7 separate regions of the Mus musculus genome follow, and all the other regions are linked to region 1. Evidence: chromatin contacts called from public HiChIP or PLAC-seq and promoter capture Hi-C data. All regions are on one chromosome and are shown on one strand. The core of a region is the stretch at or near the end of the contact, and the rest is flanking DNA. Distances in the headings are between cores, read along the strand shown. Region 1 holds the start of Zfp202 (zinc finger protein 202). Region 2 holds the start of Tmem218 (transmembrane protein 218). Region 3 holds the start of Ccdc15 (coiled-coil domain containing 15). Region 4 holds the start of Robo4 (roundabout guidance receptor 4). Region 5 holds the start of Msantd2 (Myb/SANT-like DNA-binding domain containing 2). Region 6 overlaps Msantd2 (Myb/SANT-like DNA-binding domain containing 2). Region 7 overlaps Vsig2 (V-set and immunoglobulin domain containing 2).

Region 1 (3,168 bases), core at 446-2,945:
GAACCTGATCCTGGAACCTGCTGATGCCGGGTTTGCAGCGACACCCCACCTTCACCTACCTGTTCTGGGGCTGGATGTCGCCACCAGTTTCTCAGCTCTCCATTCTGCAGTCCACACAGATCCTGCACCATCATCTCAGCCTCCATAATTGGAGGAGCAAATTCTCATACTAAACCTTCATTACTTAGTACCCTTCTCGGGGTACTTAGCCCCATTAACGATAGAATTTTAAAATGCACTAAGAAGAAACCTCAAAGACAATTTTATTAGACAAAACAAAAAACAAAAAACAAAAAACAAAAAAAAAACAGAGCAGGCAAACTAAATTTCAGTTTCAGCCCCTGCCTAGAAAAAGAAAATGGACAAGAGGAAGAAAACAAACCTGTCATTGTAAGCAGTCACATAGTGCAGCAGAGGGAGGGATACTTCAGAAAATAATAGAAAGGCTCCAAGTAACAGAAAAAGCATACTTTGGCTCTGTCCAGTGTCCTCAGATAAAGATTTAAAAAAAAAAAAAAAAAAAAAAAAAAAAAAAAAAAAACGAAGGGGAGGAGGAGGGGGAAGAGGAACAGGAAGAGGAAGAGGAGGAGGAGGGGAAAAGTATACCTTAGTCAGGACTCAGAAGGGCAGACAGACCTGCCCATTCTGGCACTGACTGCCTGAACTGAACAGAATCAGGTTTCTGAAAAAGTACATTATCTATCTCATTAAAGGGATACCGTCACCAACTCCCATGTCTTTTACCACGGTATTAAGTGAACTTGCATTCTGGTGGGGTGGTCAGGTGATTGGCTGGGCACAACTGGATTAAATCTCACGATTGCTCGGTCTTCAGCCAGGCTAGAGGTAGACTCCATCCACTCCTTTGACCGAAGAACAGTCTTCCAGTTGGGGCTTCAACAAAGCTTTGATCAAGGGTGTTGTAACACCCTCTGCAGAACACAGCTGCCTCTCTAGCAAAAGCAATTAACATGTCCAGTTCAAAGTATGCTAAGCAGTCTCGAGCAGTTTGTCCCATGAACGGAAACGGTTTTCAAGAAATGGCTGAAAGGAGAAGACTTGCACATGTCACCATGTGACATTCAGGGCAAGATGGACTATAGAAGTGTTAGGGACAAAGACAAAAATGAACAACTTAGATCAGGGAAGACAGTGGCAAAGAGGCACCAAAATAGCACACAAAGGTTAATAGACAACACCACCATTTCCTTACTGAGCTTCAGTCTACCTTCCAGTTTTTAGTTCTAAGACCAACAGTTTGTGTTTTTTCAAGACGGACAGAGTTGACAGGCAGATGTTCTGGCGGCCCGGCAACAGCTGTGCATGAAGGAGCCAGCATTCAAATCTAAACCTTTCTTTTTTTATTCTTCCATGCTTGAAGGAAAAGAAAACTGCGTGGGAAGGAGGGGATTCTCTTGTGGAGATGTAGATACCAAAACCAACATGAAAGATGAAAACAAAACCCTGTAGGAAGTGGACAATGAATACCACGCCTAGGAAGGTGATGGGTTTGCCGCAAAGGGGACTGGCCATAGAGGGCAGCAGTCCAGGGAATGCTTCCCGGCATGGGTCTCACTGGAGAAGCCCCAGGCTTCGACCAACAGGAACACAACGAGTGGACCAAACCTCCTACAGCCTAGACAGGCTCCAGCACCCCTTGGAGGTGGGGCGAGTGGTCGCTTCCGGTTCCGGGCGCAGAGGACCCACGTGTTCCGACCCGCTGGGCCCCGCGCGACTCGGATCCCGCTCGGCTCTTTCGGCCGGGAGTGGGTGGGGGAGCACCGGGCAGGGGAGGAGCCGCCGGAGCCGCGGGAGACGTGAGTGTCGGGGACCTGGCCGGCGAGCGGGCACCGCAGCGGGCGGGGAGGGAAGGGCAGGAGCATTGGGAGGGGCAGCAGACCCCGCCCCCCCGGCGCCGGGGGACAGCGCCTGCCAGGGAAGGGGTGGCGGCGGGGTCCCCGCGGCCTGGGCGTTGTAACCATGTCACCTCCTCGCGGCCAGAGCCGGGACGTCCGGAGACAAGGGTGGCACTCCAGGCTTCTCTGCCCAGCCACCTCCTTCCGCCCCCTCTGGGGGCCTGCGGACATGCACTGTGCCCCTCGGATTGCGTCCATACCAACCGCTCCGGTGCGCTAGAAGCCAGTGGGGTGTAGCCTAGGCCCCTTGACGCCCACCTTCCCCTCTCTTCAGACTTTTCACTCTGCATCGCACATTGCTCCAGAGCCCTCCCTGCAGGTTTTGCCTTCCCTCCTTCCCAGCGAACCCCGCCCCCTTCACATGCGATCTTATCACCTGTGATCCTTGCCAGTCCTTGGCCGTCTAGCGTGTGGCTCTCACCTGGCTTAGTGACAGGCTCAGAACTTCCCTGTAGAGCTAGAGGCTACTGTCTGCACTGTCTGAACTTCTTTCTTCCTACCCCTGACAACCAGCTCGGGGACCTCTTCTCCAGCTCATCTCACCATCTGCGGGACTTTCCATAGTGGACTGAAAGTTTGCTAGTTTTTTATTCCATGGCCGACCTGGTCCTCTCACACACTTTCCCCTGGGCTGTGGCTGTCTCGTATTCTACACATGGATAGCGCTGTCTTTTCTCTGTGCAGAACTCCCCAAAGGGAGATCTCTAGGTCCAGCTTATCGTCTTGGTCGTGGTTAGGAGTGCCACATCTAGGGTTTTGCTGTCAGGTTATTCTGTCCATAGTCTACAGGTGAAAGGCAGTAGGGAAAGCTTGGGGCAACGAAGTCACAAGGCATCTCTCTGTGCAGCTTTTTCTTTGAAGCAGCCCCATGGACCTTAATCCAGAAAACAGTTTCAATGAAGTGTCAGGATGGCTGTGAGAAGCTTGCTAGGAGAAGCAAGTGACAGTGGGATATTTGGAGGCCATCAAATATCTTGAGTCACTTTCTGCTATTGCTGCCTAACATAAAAGGGTTAGGAGGAAGGCAGTACATTTTTCTTCTAAGACAGCTGCTGACCTTTCCTCCTGTCTCCTATGTACACACCCTTTGCATTCTACCTGTATAATTGCAGGAGACAGTCATTCCAAGGCCACTGCAAGACCTACATCACTATTGAGGGACTCCTGTCGTTTCAGAATATACAGGTGTGGTGACTATACCACTCAACACAGGCATAAAACAACCCTAGGCTTTCTGTTTTATTTTCCTCTC
Region 2 (3,168 bases), core at 460-2,959, 3.0 Mb before region 1:
TTTGTATTAACTTAAAACACCTAATGGCTTATTTTGCCCCCCCCCCCCCGCCTCTATCAAGAACAAATGATTTTACACATTTGAGAAAGACAACTAAACATTACTCCGAGTTGCTTTTGCTTTTGTTTGCTTGGGAGAGAAAAAAAAACTGTCTAACAAAGTTTGTTATGGCTTGGATGTCAAAGGCTGGCTCTGATGAGCTTAAGAGTGACTGCATCCTGAGGCCTCATCAGTGAGTTAATTACCTTAGATGGGTTCATAGTTAGACAGACTGCTGGAAAGGGATGGAAACTGGCACAACCTCTTCTTACCTTTAGGGATATGTGCATGCAGGTGGTACACATGCAGCATGTAGGCAGAACATGCATACACAGGAAATAAAAGTTTAAACATCCAAGTGTTCTCATGTGTGCTATCCTCTGGAGTAACTAACTATAAATTAGATCTACACCTTGTGTCCTTGACCTGCCATTACAAAACTATGTAAAACTCATTAAGACAAGAGTAACATTTTATTTCTTGTGTATCCTCTCAGTTTCTAATAGTACATAGTTACAGTAACAATAGCATAGCTCCTCAATAAGGCAGCTAACGTTCAGTCGTTAAAGAGGTAAGGACCTATAGGTCTCTACAGTCAAGAAAACTGAATCAGCCTCCACTTCATTCATAATTCAGAAAAAGAGTGCACTGAAAGCCAGGCTAGTGACTCATGCCTTCAATACCAGTACTAGGAAGGCAGAGGCAGACACATCTGTGAGTTCGAGGCCAGCCTGGTTGACATAATGAGTTCCAGGACAGCCAGGGTTACATAGTGAGAATCTGGAGAGAAGGGACGGGACGAGAGAAAGAAGTAGAGGGAGAGAGGGAGAGAGGGAGAGACAGACACAGAGACAGGCAGGCAGTCGAGCAGGCAGATAGAATACATCCAGGCCCAATTTTGTCTAAGGACACAGCTTCCAGGACCGCAGTTCACAAATCTTATATTGCTTTTGTTTTCCCTTCACGCTTGCACGACGAAGGATGCAAACTTTGACCGGTTTCCATTCACTGGCCTGATCTTTTGATCAGACACCCTATAGCCTGCATACAAAATCTTGACACATTCTGGGTAGCAGTTAGGGAAGAACACTCTTCCACACATGTGGACCAGCTGCCAGTATAGGGTGGCAAGAAGGGAAAAGGGTTTATGTGACCTCGGGCCTCTTCCCAAGTCTGTCTCTTGGTTTCATTGATCCTTGCCTTGTCGGTACATGTCAAAACCTAAAGGAAGAAAAACTACCAATAAAATAAGGCCCAGTAAGGAGAATGTGTTGTTATTTTAACTAGTGATCTGCATTCAATTCAGGAGGGATTCTAGGGATCCTGAAATGCCAAGCCGATTTGATTGTCCCCACAATCCCAGGCTCCTGCGGACTGGTCATCAGATAGATAGCGGGGCAGGAATTGGTGTCTAGACCGCGGAACAGCTCTCTGTGATCGGTCGGAGCAATCTCAATCGCGAAAGCAAGAAGCTATTAAACGGTCTTCCCGTTGTTGTCCAAGGGTTTAATCCTTACCAAGGTGTGATTGACAAGCATTGCTATCCAATTGAAACTGAGGACAGTACATATAGACCAATGGGAGGACGTAAAGGAGACTGACGTACACACCACCCACCCACCACGCTTTGCGTTGCCTGGAGCCACAGCCAACGTCAGCTATTGAGGACGCCCTTAAGTGCTGAAAGGGCGGCTTTGATTGGTCCATCTTAAATTTCTTAAATGAGCCCCTACTTGTGATTCGTCCAAAGTAGACCAAAGCCTGGATGAAGGGGACAGAGAGCGAGGGGTGAGTCCTGGTGAGGAACCTGAGAGCCGGGTGAGGACCGGAGGCTGGCCCCAGACGCCTGGAAGGTGAGGGCGGGAGGCGCGCGGGCCACCGAAGGTCATCCTGGCCGCAGGCCTGGGATTACTGCTCAGTCCCCAGTGTTCCCAGCTGCGGTGCTGGGAGCTGATGTGTGGTGAACCCTGCAGACTGAATCGCTGCCTGCCCAGTAAAAAGGGCAGGACGCTGAAGCACCCTCTTTCTGTCAGTCAGGTGTCACCTGGTCTTTAGGGGTCGTGACATTTGATTTTGCCCAGAGGTGCATGTGATTAACCAACAAAGATTAGGAGGCATTAGCCTAATGTTTTAAAACCCAAACGAGGCTGAAGTTTCTAAAGTAGGAAAAAAAAAAAAAGTGTAGGCTCTCACTCCTCCAGTTTGTTGATTTTGGGGATAGGCCTTGCTCAATATCCCCGGCAGGCCTCAAACTTATGGTCGGTCCTCTTGCCCCACCCAGCCTTTTGAATGCTAGGATGACAGATGTGTACTACCACATCAGGCCATTCTAACTATTTTTGAAGGTTTGGAATAAGCAATTAAAAAAAAAAAAAGTTAAAAAGAGAGCTGGGCGTAGTAGTGGCGTTAATCTTTAGTCCCAGCAGGCTGGAGGCACAGGCAGTCAAATCTTTGTGAGTTCGAGGCTAGCCAAGTGTACAAAGCTTTACCCGGGAAAAAAAGATATCTCCAGAAAGGCAATCCTGTCCAGTAACCTACCATTTCTATTGCGTTCAAGGACTTGGTCCTGAAATTTGGGGTACGGGCAAGGTATCATCCACCAGCAGCCTTACACCACACTGCCTTATCTGTAATTTCCATCTGCCCCAGACAGCAAACTGTCCTCTGAGACAGGTATTAGTTTTCTCCCTTAAGATTCTCAGCTTGTCTTGCAGAGGTGGCCCATGCCTTTAATCACAGAGGCTGAGAGTTCTCTGAGTTTGAGGCCAACCTGATCTAGTTCCAGGACAGCCAAGGGTACACAAAGAAACCCTGTCTCAAAAACCAAAAACAACCAAAGATCCTCAGCCTGGTGGTGGGCAGGATTTTCATCCAATGAACCCAGGGTGCAGGATGTTTGTTTCTTTGTTTGTTTGTTTTCCCCTGGAAATTGGGTGAAAGGGGCTGTCAAACCAACCTTAGGTGGAGGAAGAATTCAAGACATATAGATTCAAAAGGGTCCGGAGAACTTTATAAGGAACCTCACAGTCTCCATCACAGGGAGAAAAACAAACAACAAAGCACCTGACCTTGTCTTGCTTTTGTCAACTGCTACACAATGTGTTTAAATTTATACAAATTGTTTTTTTC
Region 3 (3,168 bases), core at 481-2,980, 2.8 Mb before region 1:
TGGAGAGATGGCTTAGTGATTAAGAGCACTGACTGCTCTTCCTGAAGGTCCTGAGTTCAAGTCCCAGCAACCACATAGTGGCTCACAACCATCTGTAATGAGATCTGATGCCCTCTTCTGGGGTGTCTGAAGACAGCCACAGTGTACTTACAAATAATAAGTCTTTAAAAAAAAAAAAAAAGAGGGGGGGAGGGTATGGGGGACTTTTGGGATAGCATTGGAAATGTAATTGAGGAAAATATGTAATAAAAATAAATTAATTAATTAATTAATTAAAAAAAGAAAGAAAAAATACTAAATAAAGCCAAAAAAAACTAGCAAAACCACTCTCATTTGTTAGCAAATACTAACAAATATTTACATCAAATATTTACAATCAAATATCAAATATTTACATGTGTAAATAAATCAAATATTTACATTAAATTAAATTAAATTAAATTAAATCAAAAATTAAATTAAATTAAATCAAATATTTACATGTGTAAACTTTTGAAAGGGCATTTCTTCATCTGAAATGCTTCTACCCTGAGTGTACAGCATTTCTATTCCTTCACAGACAATGACCATAGTTCCTCATTCGTTCAACAACTACATCCTAAGGACCTAGTTTACCCCAAAAACAAAAATAAACAAGAAGTTCCTTGGCCCCGTGGAATTTACAACTTCCTCAGAGTCTATCAGGATTAACCTCTTTCTTTTATTTTCTTATTTTCATTTTGCCTGGATCTGCATTTAAAAACTTATAAACTCTGAGCAACTACTTAACATTTGAAGAGTGACCAACTGTCATTCTTCTTATGTTACAGTGTCGGGAAATTGTACACAGTACCTATGCCATTCACAGCAAACAACCATGTTTGTGAAGTAAACTAGCCTACTTGCTGGTATGTAGTAAGAACTAAGTTAATATTTGATTGTGTCAACCAAAGATGAAGCAAGTTTTGGAAAACACATCATTGTTGTATAATTTTGACGCAAGAATATAACCTGTATCAGAATGGAAACAGCATCCTCCAGCAGTTCATCTTTCTTTAAGTACCAAAAATTTAGAGAAGGCTAATAAAAAGGGCTGGCAGCGATCACAGTAACCGGGTCAACTGACACTCACATGTGCTGGAATTCCCGACCAATTTGGTGAGGCAGGTTCCACCCAAGCCCCAACTGGTATTATGGCCTGGTTCCTCTCAGCCAGCACTGCCAAAACGTCCTTGCTCTTCGTGGGATTTAAAGCCAGGGGCAATTTTGTGGGATTCCGAGGCTTCTTGAGGGGCGCCATACCTCCTGGCATTGACTTCTGGTTAGAAGAAAAGAGAAAGAGGGACAAGGCTTAAGACAAGGGGGAAAGGCGTAAAAATTACTTTCTAGAAGGAACGGAGATGAGAGGACGAAAAAACAAGGATTTACTTGGGAGATGAAAGCCTGCCCAGAGGTGAGCATAGGCGGGCGCTAAGGGCAGGGCTTGAGTCTGAGATGACCGCGGGTGGAAAAGCGCCGGCCCACGGCATGGGGCTGGAGGGGAGTCTAAGGCCCGGGCAGGAGCCGGGGGTCTTAAGAAGCCTGGGCACAGGAGGTGGGGGGCGTCTGAAGCCCGGCCAGGAAAGCGGGGTCCTGTGAGGCTCCAACAGTTGGATAGGAGACCTGTGAAGCCTGGAGCCTGCCGCGATCCGGTCCGTCTCACACACAGACTCAAACTCCGCGGGCTGCTACGCAAAGGACAAACAGCAAACTGCCACCCCGGGGCCCACGCCTGCCCTGCCTCTTCCGCATTTGTCACCCGTCTTGGGCTGGGGAGGCGGGAATCCGAGCGCGGGGATTACGTCACTTCCGCTTCCTGCCCTTTGGTTGGGGAGGACTAGAGCGGGTTGTTGAATCCGGCAGCGAGCTTAGACTCGGCCTCTCTTTGGATACTGGCGCTGTAGTCTTCTCAAATCTCGAAGTGAGAGGTCTGACATGATGAACAGGCGAGTAAGCGTTCACCGCTGAGGAAATCTCGGGAATAGACAGAGCAGTTCTCAACCTAAGGGTCGCTACCTCTGGGGGTCGCATATCAGATATCCTGCAATGAGATATTTTACATTACAGTTCATAGCAGGAGCAAAATTACAGTTATGAAGTCGCACCCAAATTTTATGGTTGTAGGTCACCACAACATAAGGAACTGTATTAAAGAGTCGCAGTATTAGGAAGGTTGAGAACCACTGGGCAAGAACATGTTGCCAGTGGATCCTTGAGAAGCAAACCAAGCCAACAATCAACCAGACTGCGCTTTTATGCAGCCCCTAAGGTTTACAACGCTATTTCGTGATTACCTTTGACATGTTCTTGTGTGTGACCATCACAACTCACTCCAAACAATGCTTGGGATATTTCATTAAACCCAAAAGACATACACTCATTTTACTCAAGGTGTATATTCGTGCTGGGGGTTGAACCAAGGGCCTCTGGCATTCTAGGCAAGTGCAGCAGTGGAAACCCTAGCTGCCTTAATAATTTTGCTTTTAAGTTAGGGTCTCACTAAGTTGCCCATGCTGGACTTGAACTCACTGTGTAGCCCAGGCCTCGAACTTGCAATCCTCCTGCCTTAGCCTTCCCAATGGCTGCCGTTACAGGCACGTGTCACCCTGCTTTACTTCAACATACCTTATTGCAAGCATTTTATATATCAGTATGTTTTCTGGTTACTCCAGATACTCCCAGTGAACAAAGATCCCTTGTTTGGAGAATTTAAAATCCATTGGAGAATTTACACTGACATTGATAGGACATTTCCAGAGAAGACATCACTAGGGCAATTGAAGTTGATCTTTGAGTTTTGTTTGTATTTCATTTTACTCAGTACTGGAAGTTAAGCCCAGGGCTTCATACATGCTGGTCAAGAACTATATACCCTGCCAACTTTTTTTAACTAGTCTACTTTTAAACAGAAACTATATATGATCATAGAACAAGCCTTTATACTCTTCAAGGGAGGGTTTTAGGTATATAGTTGATTGTTTCACAGCTTTTAATGGGATCTCCTAGGTAGTTCAGGTTCCTCCTGCCTCAGCTTCCCAAGGGCTGGAATAACAGTCACAAAACATCATACCCAGGTATAGGATGATTCCAGGTAGGAGCTGGAGAGATGGTTAATTAAGACTGCTTCCTGCTCTTCCAGAGGACTAAAGT
Region 4 (3,168 bases), core at 466-2,965, 2.8 Mb before region 1:
AACAACACCCTTCGTGCTTCCATTTTTGCTTTGCTTTATTTTTTTTTGTTGTTGTTGTTTTTGTTTTGTTTTGGTTCGTTTTGTTTTGTTTGAGACAGGGTCCAGCCTGGACTAGACCAAATTCATGATCCTCTGTATGCTAGGATTTCAGCCATGTGCCACCAAGTGCTTCCATTCCTAAAATCCCAAAGTCTAGCCTGACACCAATTTCCACCCTTCTTTTTATAGTCACTCTATTCACTTCTATTCTGTAGCCCACAGACTCACTCAGTTTGTAAAGACTGTAGTGTTTTTAAGGTTTTTTTTTTTCCCCCATTAATCCTGTCTTAATCAGTCTTAGTTTGTCTCAGGAGACAGAAAGAGATGAAGCACAGAAGTCCAGTGGTTAGGGCTGATGCTGTTCCTGAAACCCAACAGGGAGGGGGAGGAAGGGAGAAGGGTCAGCTGTGTTAGGGGCCTCCAGACAAGCTGGCCAGAACAATGAAGAACAAAGCCTGCACGCTTTTCCGCTGAAGCTCAGAGCCTGGCCTTGGCCTTCTGTGAACAGCTCTAGGAAATGGCTGAGATTCCAGATTTGGAAGGAAGAGACTGGTAAACAGGAGCTGGGCTCTGAGGAGAAGGCAGTCTCTCTGGGTTTCAGGGAGGAGCCAATACAGTCAGCTTAGTTGTTGTGTAGGTTGTGTGCTATGTAGCCATAGAAGACAGGTGTCAGACCAGGCCAGCCTTGGAAGGCTTCATTACGACCATCTTCCCCAATCCTAGAACCCATCCCACTGATGATGCTTCAGAGAGTTTCAGTGGTGGGATGTGCACAAAAACACAGGTGATACCCCTGTGTCCATACCTAGTCTATCTCATGCCTAATCTCATTCCAGTTTTACTCTGGATCTGAAGGTGGTGTCTATTATTAATATCCCCATTTTACAGGTATGAAAACTGGCTTTGAGGATGAAGGAATCTGCCCAAGAGCCCACAGACATCATTTCCAAATCTTTTGATGAAAATGCGTACATAGTCCATGGGTTTTCTTTTTCTTTTCTTCTTTTCTTTTTTGAGACAGGGTTTCTCTGTGTAGCCCTGGCTGTCCTGGACCTCACTCTGTAGACCAGGCTGGCCTTGAACTCAGAAATCCGCCTGCCTCTGCCTCCCAAGTGCTGGGATTAAAGGCGTGTGCCACCACTGCCCAGCTAGTCCATGGGTTTTCAAAGCTTAAGGTTCTGAGTCATTCCTACTTTCTAGCCTCCCAAGACTCAGTCTACCTGCTCCTGGGGATTGGACCAGAGATAGACACTTGCTACCTCCTGACCCCCATGTGCCCCTTGCTTTCTTGGCCTGTAAGCCCTTTGGACTCTATCTTCAGCTCCTTACTCCTATGTCTGAGGCTCAACCTCTGGTCTTCCTCCTCCTCTATTAGGTGGCTGGCTAATGGGAAAAAGCCGATAGAGACCAAGATTAAACATATGCTTTGAACAGAGCTGTGGAGTTGGCAGATTGTATGGGTACAATTGGGATCAGTGTGAGGATTTCATTTAAGAAACCCTAACTCAGACATGAAGTAAACCCTTAGCCTGCAGTTAGCATCCCGGGGATTACAGCTGAAGTGTAGAGGTCAGAGAGTTTCTCACCTCTGGTCCCCTCCCAGTTCTCTAAGGCATGAGGGCCAGGCAGGAAGCATCCGTTTCCTCAAAGCTGCTTCCCTACTGGGACAGAGTCTCAGTCACAAACAACTACCACCACCCCACCCCTCCCTTTCTTCCCTTACTGCTGTGAGCTCAGAACAACCGGACAAAAGTGTATGGGACAAGGAGAGGAGCCGAGAGCAGCCATGGGCTCTGGAGGAACGGGCCTCCTGGGGACGGAGTGGCCTCTGCCTCTGCTGCTGCTTTTCATCATGGGTGAGTAGGGCCCTCCCTCTCCTAACCCACGCTCCTGGATTCATGGCAGGATCCACGGTCTGGATCCAAAGCCAGCAGGACAAAGGAGCATCTCTGTTGTCTGGTGCCTTTCTTCTAGTTAGCAGTGAAGTATCAGAGACAAAGATGGGGGTTGAGAGAGAGAGAGAGAGAGAGAGAGAGAGAGAGAGAGAGAGAGAGAGAGAGAGAGTGTGTGTGTGTGTGTGTGTGCGTGCAACAGAGAAAGAGCTATGCAGATCTTGACCTATGGACTCAGACCTTCTCCCCTCCTAGTTAGCTTCTTATTTGGAAATAAATGTTCAGTAAGATAAGCCTACACAAGACTACAGATTCCTACACAAGACATAGAAGGGGTGCAGTACAGGAGTCTCTCTTTCCCTCTTAGGAGGTGAGGCTCTGGATTCTCCACCCCAGATCCTAGTTCACCCCCAGGACCAGCTACTTCAGGGCTCTGGCCCAGCCAAGATGAGGTGCAGATCATCCGGCCAACCACCTCCCACTATCCGCTGGCTGCTGAATGGGCAGCCCCTCAGCATGGCCACCCCAGACCTACATTACCTTTTGCCGGATGGGACCCTCCTGTTACATCGGCCCTCTGTCCAGGGACGGCCACAAGATGACCAGAACATCCTCTCAGCAATCCTGGGTGTCTACACATGTGAGGCCAGCAACCGGCTGGGCACAGCAGTGAGCCGGGGTGCTAGGCTGTCTGTGGCTGGTGAGGCTTGGGAGGGTAGGCCCAGGGGGAAGCAGAGTTAGGCTGAGATGCTTGTGTCCAGGGAAATACGAGAGTCTGTCTGTGAAGGGAGGCAGGGACTGAGGGTCTTGGGATGGAGAACTAGGTTAAACTAGAGATAGAGGGGCAAGGAAGTGGTAGAGCAGAATTGGGTAAGCATGTTCGGATAAGCCATCCATGTTAGGATGTTAGAAGGACTCAGGGTGGGTAGACGTGCTTCCTGCTGATTTGCTGACTTCCCAATAGTCCTCCAGGAGGACTTCCAGATCCAACCTCGGGACACAGTGGCCGTGGTGGGAGAGAGCTTGGTTCTTGAGTGTGGTCCTCCCTGGGGCTACCCAAAACCCTCGGTCTCATGGTGGAAAGACGGGAAACCCCTGGTCCTCCAGCCAGGGAGGCGCACAGTGAGTGAACCCCAATCCTGGGAACTCCTTTGCCCATACATCATCCTGTCCTGGGCACATTGAGCAACTGACCCACCCTCCAACCTCTAAGCTTCTCAAATTGAAGACTTCATGG
Region 5 (3,168 bases), core at 214-2,713, 2.7 Mb before region 1:
CTTGTAATTCCAGTTCTAAGGGATCTGATGCCTTTTGCTGACCGTTACCAACATCAGGCCCCTTCACACATACACACATAGGCAAACGTTTATACACATAAAACTAAACGAACACATTTTAAAATGAAGTTTAATTTTGTGTGTAAGTGTGGGGATATGGGTGGCATGTCCCATGTATGACGGTCAAAGAACAAGTCATGAGAGCAGGTTGTCTTCAGTCATTGGGCGGGCTTGGCAGCAAATACCTGTACTGGTTGAGGCATCTTTCTGCCACTACTGAGGTTTTAAAGTTAATGATCTGAGATAAACAGGATTTCCAGCTTTAAAGAATATGGAAATTGACTAGGTGGTGGTGGCAGCTCAGGCCTTTAATCCCAACATTCCAGAGGCAGAGGCGGCAGGCGGAGTTTGAGGCCAGCCTGGTCTATAGACTTAGTTCCAGGACAGCCAGGATAACACAGAAAAACCTTGTGTCAAAAACCAAAATAATACCACACAAACAAGGTTATATCTTATAGCTATATGATACTTCAATGTTCAAGACTTTACGGAAATATTCAGGAGTGAGTGATGAGTGCTAATTTACTACTAGGTCACAGGAACAGTTTCATTTCCTTGAACTTGACTGGGAAATTTTAAACCAGTCCCAAATCCCAGTGGACTGAGGTACCGGAGTAGCTATTCTGCTGGGCTCTGGAGCTCTTTCATGTCCCCATTATAGATACTGTATAAAAGCAAGAAAGACATTTACTTTATCATTGGCTACACAGTTACTCAGAGGAACAAGAAAACAAACGAAACGAAGCTTGTGGGTGTGGCTCAGTGACAGGGTGTTTGCCTAGCAGAACACGTGAGTGCAATCAGAGTTGCTATAGAGGCTGAGTTTCTTGAAAAGCTAAAGCGTGCAAACTCTAACTCATATCTGTTCTCGAAAGTCTTGTCCAGAACCACTGCAAGCAGCCTTCCCGCTTTGCCTTCCTCCACATACCCTTTGTAGGGTTTCCTAGTCTCCAGTCTGGACCTCGGTTCCCGTACCTAAAGGCGGGCTTAGAGGGAGGATAGGCTCAGGGGCGGAGACAGGAAAACAGAAATAGCCAATTCGTCCTTAATTCGAGGCCCTCGCGGGCCTCACCCCTGTTGTGAGGGTTGAGATTGGAAAGGAAGTGGGGAGGCTCCAACCAGTCCTTCACTCCCGCGCCCTCATGCCCCCACCCTTCTCTGCTCGGAGCTTGGGTGCGCCGGGTCCCAGCTTCTCCTCCCGGGAGAGGAGCGGCCGGCACCAGCTGGCTGGAGGGGAAAGGCGAAGATTTGCGGGCTGCTTGGGCCAGCCAGACACATCCTCCGGGCCCTCTGACCGCGGCGAGCCACTCAGCCCCGAGCCAGGCCCCAGGGCAGCCCCGGAGACCCCGGTGGCCGGATGCAGGGGTGCGTCACTTCCGGGCGGTGCAGCGGCGGCGGCTTGGAAGATGGCTGCGCCCTGTGGCTCGGAGCTGCCCGCCAACTCGCCGCTCAAAATTCCGAAGATGGAGGTGCTTTCCCCGGCGTCTCCCGGCGACCTGAGCGACGGGAACCCATCGCTGTCCGACCCTTCCACGCCTCGGGGAGCCTCCCCTCTCGGGCCCGGCAGCGCGGCGGGCTCGGGGGCCGCGGCGTCCGGGGGTCTCGGGCTGGGGCTGGGGGGCCGCGGCGCTGCCTCGTCCTCGGTCTCCTTCTCGCCCGGCGGCGGCAGTGGCGGGGCTGCGGCGGCCGCTGCCGCCGCCTGCCGGGGTATGTCGTGGACGCCGGCAGAGACGAACGCGCTCATCGCTGTATGGGGCAACGAGCGGCTGGTGGAGGCGCGGTACCAGCAGCTGGAGGGAGCCGGCACGGTATTCGGCAGCAAGGCCCCTGGGCCGGCCATGTACGAGCGCGTGTCCCGGGCCCTGGCCGAGCTGGGCTACGAGCGGACCCCGTCCCAGTGCCGGGAGCGCATCAAGGTAACCGGCCGCTCTGCCCGGGGCTGCGAACCAGAGGCAGAGAAGGCGGGGAAACGGGCCTGGGGGCGGGGGCCGGGCCGAGCGCGGGGCTCCCCTCCCGGGCCCCGGGTATCCCTTGTGTCTGCTCCGCCTCTTTCTTCTCTCCCTGGGAAGGGGCGCTTCTTTCCAGATGGCCGCCAGCCCGTAGGTTTCCTGAGTTTGAAGTTGGGCGTGTCTGCCGCCGCCCCTCTTTCTTGCCAATTGAGGATGTTCCTGCGCTCTGAAGTTGGTAGTTTCTCTCATTGTGCGCGGGGCCCGCAACTGTCGCGGGTGCTGTCGCCCGCACTGCTTTGTTCCCAGATAGAGGGGCTCCCAGACTGAAGCTTTCCAGCTGGGATGGAATTGAGGAAGGGTAGCAGAGGGCCGGATGAGCGCCCAGTGTAAGATTTTTTTCCTTTGCTGAAGTTTCAAGAATAGAGCATTGGGACGGCTGGCCTTTTGTGTCAGTCGCTTTGCTTGTCAGTTGAGGTGATACAAGGACTAGCAAGATTTGAGGTGCTTTTGGAGAGCTGGAAAGGCTTAGTGAAAGAAAGGTCGTGTATTGTTATCGTGGAGGTAGAGGACAGTAGAGGACACCTTGAACGTTAGTCTGCTTGAAGGTTCTTTTGGAATTTGGACTGGCGATCTTTTCAGAGTCAGGTTGCCTTGAGAGTCAGGAGGCTTCTAATTCTGAGGAAGCCCTCTCTTGTCACCCAGGTTTTTTCTGCTTTAGTTAGGGTGCCCGGATGCGGACAAGTAAAACCGAGTATGCATCTGGCCATCCTTATGCATCAGCATGTTTAAATGTGGAGGCTTAATGTGGGTTAATTTTACCATCAGCCTGCATATCGGTTTACTGTTTCTAATGCGTTGTCTAGGCCTTCGTATCTGCCTTTGCAGACAAGGAGCTGTACTTTAGTTAAGCTCTTCCCTCTTACTAGTGTCTGCTCAGAGTTTCTCCCAGTTTTCATTGAAAACATTACATTGTGTTTACCTAGTGTTCACTTCTCATAGTGAAGGCTACTTTTTCTGGGGACGAAAAAGAGTCACAACTGAGAATATCACATTAGCAAACAACCATAAAACTCAGTAAGAATAGTTGTTTAAGTAAGGGTAATCACACTGAATGGGGGGTGGGGGGGATTGTGCCATAGTTCATGAGGCCTTGGCTCCA
Region 6 (3,168 bases), core at 446-2,945, 2.7 Mb before region 1:
ACAGTCAGGAGCTCCATGGCTATCCAACAGATCAGGAATTGGGTAAGAAAACAACATGTGTGCATGTGTGTGTGGCTACCTGATAGTGCAATGAATGGTATTTATACCATCTGTAATGGCTTCTAGTGTTGTCAGCACAAGGCATTTGCCAAACTGTTTCAGTCAACATGGACATCCTTGATTTAACATCAAATTGCCAAGTCATGCTCACTATTAGCTACGTGGTGACTTGCATACTGTTAAGTTCCTTGAAGATAGAGACTTCCTAATCTGAGTCATACAGGAGGTTCACTGACACAATCTTATGCAATTCAGAATACCCCTGTCTGTTCTTTGTAGCACTAAGATTTCCTGCTGAGAGCACTGACTCTTGGCCCAACTTCTTTAAATCCACACTGGTCCAATTAAGAGGCTACATGTAGTTTTTGTTTGCTTGTATCCCTGTATGTCAAGTGCTCCAGTTTCTTATTTGGGAAGTATTGATCAGGTTTTAGCTATAGCCTGTGTACATCAGCAGCAAGTTGTGTAATGAGTTTTAGTAGGAAATGCCCTTCCGCCTAGTGAAGTGCTCAGGTGCCGCTGAGAAAGTTCAGGCAGGATTGGCAGTGTAAATTTGCTTCCCTTGCTTAAGGGAAAAAAATACAGAGATCCTGCCAATGACAGAGAAATGGAGAAAAGAACTGAGATATTATTGTATTTTCTATATTAATGCTGCTTTAATTTCTTCCAAATGTTAGAAGGGAAAAGGAAAGAGGCCCTCAAATTGTTAAGATTATTAGCCATATGTAAAAGAATATGCAGATTTGAAGAATAAGAATAGATGCTAAATGATCTTGTCTTTTTACGGCCTGAGCAACGGCAGTGCATCATAGCCCTGTTTGCTGTGAAGAGTTAAGTCCCCAGGCTGTGAGAAACGCAGAATATGCTGATCCTTGTATTTGGGGGAATAATTACTTACCCTGTAAAACCTACATAGGAAACCTAAATAGGGCAGAATCATTTCCATTCTTGTTCTTTTAAAATCATGTTTGCATCGAAATTAAGCTTTAAGCTCCTCGCTTGAAATCCACTGGTGACCTTGAAGAGTTTTATGCTTGTGGAACCTGGTTTCTGATCTTGCATATAAATGTTTGCATCTCATTATATAAAGTTACATTTTTAAATCTGGTATGGGACAGTGTTAGACACCAGGATAAAGGAAGTACAGAACAGGCAGTAAATAGAGCTACTTATTCACATAAATGTATACCACCACTTAGGAAAATATAATTTGTTTTACAATTCTTTGTTTTTCAGATGAAATGCCAGTTTCAAAGAGAACGTTAAAAATAAAACAAGAGTCTTCTGAAGAGGCACAGTAAGTAGATGCTCCATTTTTTTACCAATGTGTCTAAATCTAGTGACCTGGGAGGATCATGGGTCGCTAGGCATGATACAGAGCATGAGTGCATTTCTGCTCAGTCTTCAGCATTGGGGACCTGAACCGCTGAATGTTCCATACAGGAGGAAGGAGCGATTGTTCCATGAAGATGTGTGTTTCCTTGTGTAGTTTGCATTTCTACATGCTTACTAAAGACAAGATGAGCCACAGCGCTTGGATTTACATGGGGCTGGGCGAAATGGTAGGAGGGCCAAGGGGATGTTTAAATTCTTTTATTACAGTTTGAGAACCAGAAAGGAAGCTCTTAGGTGACCTACTTACACACGTAGAGAACAGCTCCTGGAAGACACACTGAGAATATTCAGGATAGAGCCTGTCGCTAGCCCAACTGTTGTTCTCCCCCAAAGAGTTAACGCCATCTGTTAGATCCACAGTTCTTTTTAGTGGCTTTAAATGAGTTCCATATCAACGCCATTAAAAAGACTAAAAGATGAAGTTCGGGGCTAAATGAAGAGCACCACTCATTTTTCTTCCTGGTAACATTGGATTCTTAGCACACGTGACTTGTGTGATGCATTCCACAATGTGACTTGAAATTTGCTAGACAGAGGAGAAGACAGGCTGCAGATAGCTAGCTAATAACCGCAGGAAGGCAAGTCAGCTCAGCAAGCTAGCGCGGCAAGTCTTTCTTTGCAGTGTGTCTTTAAATGAAAGAGTCCCCAGTGGTGTTGAGTAATCCTGTACCTGGGGAAAGGGTGAGTATTCAGGAATAAGAAAGTGTCCCCTAGTCCTCTTCAAAAGCAGGATGTGACACAAATCAGCAAACGCAAAGCCAACTCTTACTGAGAGGAGGTAGTTACCTTTTTGAAATAGTGACATCAAAGTAGACAGGAAGGAAAACCGGTAGCTTAACTTAATTCTCATTGCACATGCTGGCTACAGTGCATTTATGGGGGTCACAGGCTCTCTCACCTTTACATGGGGCCAAGGATTGAACTCGAGTCATCTGGCTTACATAGCAAGGGCTCTGCCCTCGGAGCCATCTCACTAGCCCTGGCAAATGATTTTTAAAGTGATTTTTAAATCCATACTTTTAAATTCCTCACTCTCCAAAAATGCCTCTGCTTTGTAACTAAAGTGCCCTATGTCTCCCACATAGCCACTTGGGATCTTCAGGACATGGTCATTTGATGTAACTAGGTATAGACCCATCACAGAGTTGCCACTAGCCTTAAACCCTGGAACCTTTTTTGGCATTGGATCTTCAGAACCCGGGAAGTGGGCAGTTTTCAGGAACTACTCAAATAAGTATGGTGCCAAATTGTTCCAAGCTTCTGAAACACTGTCGTGCTGAGTCCAGCAGAACTCTGGTGTGCTTTTTCTCTGGTGCCAGCTCACTAAGGAGTGAGAGGATCTGAAGAGCTTCCAGTTGGCCATTTGTACCTCAGTCTGGCACTTCTGAGATTCTCTGTAGTGTCTGACTTGCTCAGAAAATGAAGTATCAAATAAAATACAGATATCTTGATCTGGGTAGTGGGTTGGGTTTTATTTGGTTTTCTCCTTCCTTCCCCACCTGCCCCCTCCCCAGCATCTATGTGATTAGTTTACTGACTAATCCATGCTTCATTAAGATTATTCCCCAATCTTGTTTCATTAACTTTTGTTTTCTAAGTGTCTGCTGTATGTAAGGCATTAAAATACATCAGTGAGCAAGATGAACACAATTCTTCACTCTCCTCCATCTCCTAGTGTATTCCTCCTTGAGATTAATAAAACATGGAGAGATG
Region 7 (3,168 bases), core at 270-2,769, 2.6 Mb before region 1:
TCTGGATGGGACAAACACAAAAAGCCAAAGCTCTCTTTGTTATATACTTGACAATTTAGCTGCAAGGCATGGTATCTTGCATGTAGAGATTGGTGTAATATTTCTCTTTCCTTAGACAGTGTCTCACTAGGTAGCCTTGGCTAGCCTGGAACTCTCTGTGTAGACTAGGTTGGCCTCAAACTCACAGAAATCCTTATGTTTTTGCTCCCCAAGCACCATCATACCTGATCATTTCTTGTGTGTGTGTGTGTGCATGTACACAAATGTACACGTGTGTATATGTTTGTACAGGTTGAGTGTGTGAGTATGTGGACAGAGGATAACTTGACCTTTTTAGGAAGGCCATCTCTCTTATTTTTACTTATTGTAGTTTATTAATATTGCATGTTCCTACTGTGCATGTATGGAAGAGCATATGTTCTCTGTCACCCATGTGGAAGTAAGAGAACAACTTTTTGGAGTCATTTTTCACTGAGCTGGAGCTGGTCAAGTGAGCTAGATGCCAAGTGAACCCCAGAGATCCATGACTTGTGTCTGATATATTTTATGATAATTCTTGGGGGTTTGATTTAAGGTCTTCCTGCTTAGAAGCAAAGCACTTTCCCCACTGAGCCACCTCCTCAACTCCCAGGACATGTCTTAAAATGTGGTCTTCAGATGACTAGACAAACCCACCAGTAACTTCTTTAAACACTCAGATTTAGGCCAATTTCTATGCCTCCAAAGGCAAAGTGTGTGTGTCAGTGGTGAGACCGGCCTGGATTCCCTTCATTTTAAACAAAGTTCTACAGATGATTCTCAGGACAGCAAAATTTACATGTCCCTGAGTTAGAGGATGACAGTTGCCTAAGGGATGTTTCTAGCCTCTGTGTGACTTTGCTTGTACCCTTCAGGGAGGATGCAACCGCTCCTGGGGTTTTTGAGCAAGCTTCTATGAGAGCCGATCATAGCAAAGAGCTCCTGGAGAAGTCTCCATGTGCCAGCACCATGACCACCACTAAGTCCAAACTCTCTATGGTTGTCTGACTTCTGATCGCTGAGGGTGGTGAGCGTCCATGTTAATAATTAAAGCCTAAACCATGCCACCTCGTTCTCCTTTCTAGTGGTGAATTCCTCTTCAAAGAGTGCTATCAATAAGGGAAGGAATGAATTTGAAATCCCGGAGACCGTGCTGCCTTGGGAAGTTCCGGCTGGGTCAAAGGGATAGGCTTCAACCTAGGTGTCTTTGTATAGCTCCTACTCTTTTACCCCACGCCTGGTCTCTGAGTTTTGGTTTGACTAAATGAGATTTGTTCCGGCTTCCGTTAGTGGCCTTATGCAAACCCTGCTCCCCCTACTTCCCATTCCCTCCCGCCCCCCACCCTGCACCCCTCTGTACACTTAGACATTCCTCTTTATTATTCACATTCCAACCCAGTATGGTAACATGCACACGCAGAGATTAAAAACCTTCCAGCCACAACCCCAGGAGCCCAACGGGGGAGAGGCTATCATGGGGCGGGGCTGCGGAAGTCTCCTCCTGCCGGAGCCTCCAGGCGCTCAGGAGGCTTTTGCATAAACAAAGAAGAGCGGGAGGGGCTGCTCTCAGGGTGCGTTTTCAAGAAAAAAGAGGGTGACAGGCAGGTATGGGATAGGACTTCACTTTCCATTTGAGCAAGGGAAATTATCAGATAACCATGAAAACCTCCTCCCCTCTTTCCTAGCCCCAGGTTTAGGAGGTTGAGGTTAGGCTAGGGTGGAAAGACGCGGGCGCCCCCTTTCGTTGCCCACAGAACGAAAGGACTTGGTGGTTGCTTTTTTTTTTCTTTCTTTCTTTTTCTTTTTTTCTTTCTTTTTTTGAGAGTATTTGGGCGACGCATTGGGCGCCCTCTGCAGTACGCGCAGCGAAGCGCACCGAGGCTGCGGAGGCAGAGCTGCATGCTGGGCGCGTGGACAGGTGGGCGTGAAGCAAAAGGACATTTTTGGGAGTATGGGGTTTGGGACGAGGGTGGGGAGAAAAGGCAAAAGGAGACCACGTTAGACTGAAGAGCTAAAAAGGGCACGGACTTGGCTACGCCAAGACGAAGCCAGCCTGGGAGAGGGAGTCTCTGGGACGCGGCGGGGGGAGGGGGGGGGCTCCTGAAGCTGGCTGGTTGGTGGGAAGGAGGGGCTCACAAACACAGTAGGGAAGTCTTGTCACTGCGAAGGGGACGCGGCATCCGACTCTCCTCTGGAACTGAGGAAAGAGAAGGTCTGAGAATCTGCCTTCCGCTGGTACCATTTCCCTCTCCCTTTCGGGGAGTGTCATCCAGACCCCCTCCCTGACTCACTGAGCTGATGTGTGCCCCAGGGCAACTACGTGAGTGAGGCTCCCTGTGCTCATGACCCTCGGCCGAGCTTGTGCAGTCAAATGAGGGTGACTGTGTGTACGTGTTGGTCCAAGTGTGTCCCTGCCGCAGCCTCAGGCGTCTGGACATACCAGAGGCCTGCAAAGTTATGTTCCTTAGCCAGGAGGGGTTCAGGGCTAGCAGAGAGAAGGACTAGGGAACTGGGTCATTTCTCCCACCCAGCCTACTCCCCTACAAACTCTGCTGCTTTGGTTACCTTCTAAAACGTTCAGCTCTTCGGTCCAAGATGAAGCAGACAAGAGGAAGGGAGAAACAGGTTAGCTCTTGGCAAATCAGCATCCTTGGCCTTCTCCCACCTACTTGTCTGAGTAGTCTAGGTCCCCACCCTTAACTACCTTCACCATCTTCTCCACTCCCAGCCCAACCTTAGACTTCCCCAGCTTTTTCCAAGCAGGCCTGGAAGATGAGAACCTCCCGCCTGCGAAGCACTCCAGGCAGCCTCACCTGGCCTAGTCTCCGCTGGGGCCGCCGCCCGCGCCTCCCCGGGCGCCCCCAGCTCCGCCTGGTCCCCCGGGGCCCGGTCCCTTCCGGCCACACTCTCCGCTCTTTATCTTCTTCCTCGCCATGTGGCCCCGGAAACTCGCCTGGATTTTGGCTGCAGCGGCGTTGGCTCCGGGATCATCCAGCGGGATGTCAAGAATATCGTCGTCTGGCTTGGAGCAGGCGCTCTCCTGAGGATGGGGCATATTGTTGTTTTTGTTTTTGTTTTAATGGGGTTGATAAAGCCCAGACACGGAGGGGATGGGGATGATAAAGACAGACTCCCAGGGAATGTGGTAAG

Evidence for each region. Promoter capture Hi-C pulls out the DNA fragments that hold promoters and counts their contacts. HiChIP or PLAC-seq counts read pairs in DNA pulled down with a chosen protein or histone mark.
Region 2: a promoter capture Hi-C map of pre-B cells shows a contact between it and region 1, with 2.4 times the contacts expected there. The contact joins the promoter of Tmem218 here to the promoter of Zfp202 in region 1. A contact is called at or near these places in 5 of 39 promoter capture datasets (hematopoietic stem and progenitor cells, hippocampal neurons, liver and 2 more).
Region 3: a contact with region 1 is called in an H3K27ac HiChIP or PLAC-seq map of embryonic stem cells, with 12 times the contacts expected there. The contact joins the promoter of Ccdc15 here to the promoter of Zfp202 in region 1. A contact is called at or near these places in 3 of 39 promoter capture datasets (the C10 cell line, cranial neural crest and liver) and 1 of 115 datasets of contacts at active chromatin or transcription factors (embryonic stem cells).
Region 4: a contact with region 1 is called in an H3K27ac HiChIP or PLAC-seq map of embryonic stem cells, with 12 times the contacts expected there. The contact joins the promoter of Robo4 here to the promoter of Zfp202 in region 1. A contact is called at or near these places in 5 of 39 promoter capture datasets (cranial neural crest, embryonic stem cells, hippocampal neurons and 2 more) and 1 of 115 datasets of contacts at active chromatin or transcription factors (embryonic stem cells).
Region 5: a contact with region 1 is called in a promoter capture Hi-C map of hippocampal neurons, with 5 times the contacts expected there. The contact joins the promoter of Msantd2 here to the promoter of Zfp202 in region 1. A contact is called at or near these places in 14 of 39 promoter capture datasets (the 3T3-L1 cell line, 3T3-L1-derived adipocytes, the C10 cell line and 10 more) and 1 of 115 datasets of contacts at active chromatin or transcription factors (astrocytes).
Region 6: a promoter capture Hi-C map of hippocampal neurons shows a contact between it and region 1, with 5 times the contacts expected there. The contact joins the enhancer-like site here to the promoter of Zfp202 in region 1. A contact is called at or near these places in 5 of 39 promoter capture datasets (embryonic stem cells, hippocampal neurons, liver and 2 more) and 2 of 115 datasets of contacts at active chromatin or transcription factors (embryonic forebrain and embryonic stem cells).
Region 7: a promoter capture Hi-C map of hippocampal neurons shows a contact between it and region 1, with 5 times the contacts expected there. The contact joins the enhancer-like site here to the promoter of Zfp202 in region 1. A contact is called at or near these places in 4 of 39 promoter capture datasets (the C10 cell line, cranial neural crest, hippocampal neurons and 1 more) and 2 of 115 datasets of contacts at active chromatin or transcription factors (acute myeloid leukemia and embryonic stem cells).

What each region holds. Positions count from the first base shown.
Region 1 is chr9:40,190,621-40,193,788 of GRCm38.p6, forward strand. Zfp202 (zinc finger protein 202) reads left to right here and starts at 1,696. Exons shown (of 7, transcript NM_030713.2): 1 at 1,696-1,817.
Region 2 is chr9:37,206,514-37,209,681 of GRCm38.p6, forward strand. It overlaps Tmem218 (transmembrane protein 218), which reads left to right and starts at 1,710. Exons shown (of 4, transcript NM_025464.3): 1 at 1,710-1,892.
Region 3 is chr9:37,346,627-37,349,794 of GRCm38.p6, forward strand. It overlaps Ccdc15 (coiled-coil domain containing 15), which reads right to left and starts at 1,731. Exons shown (of 16, transcript NM_001081429.2): 1 at 1,408-1,731; 2 at 1,112-1,297. The coding sequence starts at 1,291.
Region 4 is chr9:37,400,257-37,403,424 of GRCm38.p6, forward strand. Robo4 (roundabout guidance receptor 4) reads left to right here and starts at 1,716. Exons shown (of 18, transcript NM_001309390.2): 1 at 1,716-1,895; 2 at 2,299-2,631; 3 at 2,896-3,053. The coding sequence starts at 1,826.
Region 5 is chr9:37,487,858-37,491,025 of GRCm38.p6, forward strand. It overlaps Msantd2 (Myb/SANT-like DNA-binding domain containing 2), which reads left to right and starts at 1,464. Exons shown (of 4, transcript NM_146222.2): 1 at 1,464-1,976. The coding sequence starts at 1,467.
Region 6 is chr9:37,517,431-37,520,598 of GRCm38.p6, forward strand. Msantd2 (Myb/SANT-like DNA-binding domain containing 2) reads left to right here. Exons shown (of 4, transcript NM_146222.2): 2 at 1-42; 3 at 1,297-1,357. Among named protein-coding and RNA genes, the nearest start is that of Esam, 9.1 kb to the right of the region's middle. Within about 2 kb of position 1,696, at least 10 of the 459 cell types and tissues checked have an H3K27ac peak or open chromatin away from gene starts, as enhancers often do. A contact at or near this core is called in hippocampal neurons, where this site is marked.
Region 7 is chr9:37,543,117-37,546,284 of GRCm38.p6, forward strand. Vsig2 (V-set and immunoglobulin domain containing 2) reads left to right here. Exons shown (of 7, transcript NM_020518.2): 7 at 894-1,089. The coding sequence ends at 1,026. Nrgn (neurogranin) reads right to left here. Exons shown (of 4, transcript NM_022029.2): 2 at 2,832-3,058; 3 at 2,584-2,601; 4 at 1,377-2,215. The coding sequence ends at 2,837. Among named protein-coding and RNA genes, the nearest start is that of Vsig2, 5.4 kb to the left of the region's middle. Within about 2 kb of position 1,520, at least 100 of the 459 cell types and tissues checked have an H3K27ac peak or open chromatin away from gene starts, as enhancers often do. A contact at or near this core is called in embryonic stem cells, where this site is marked.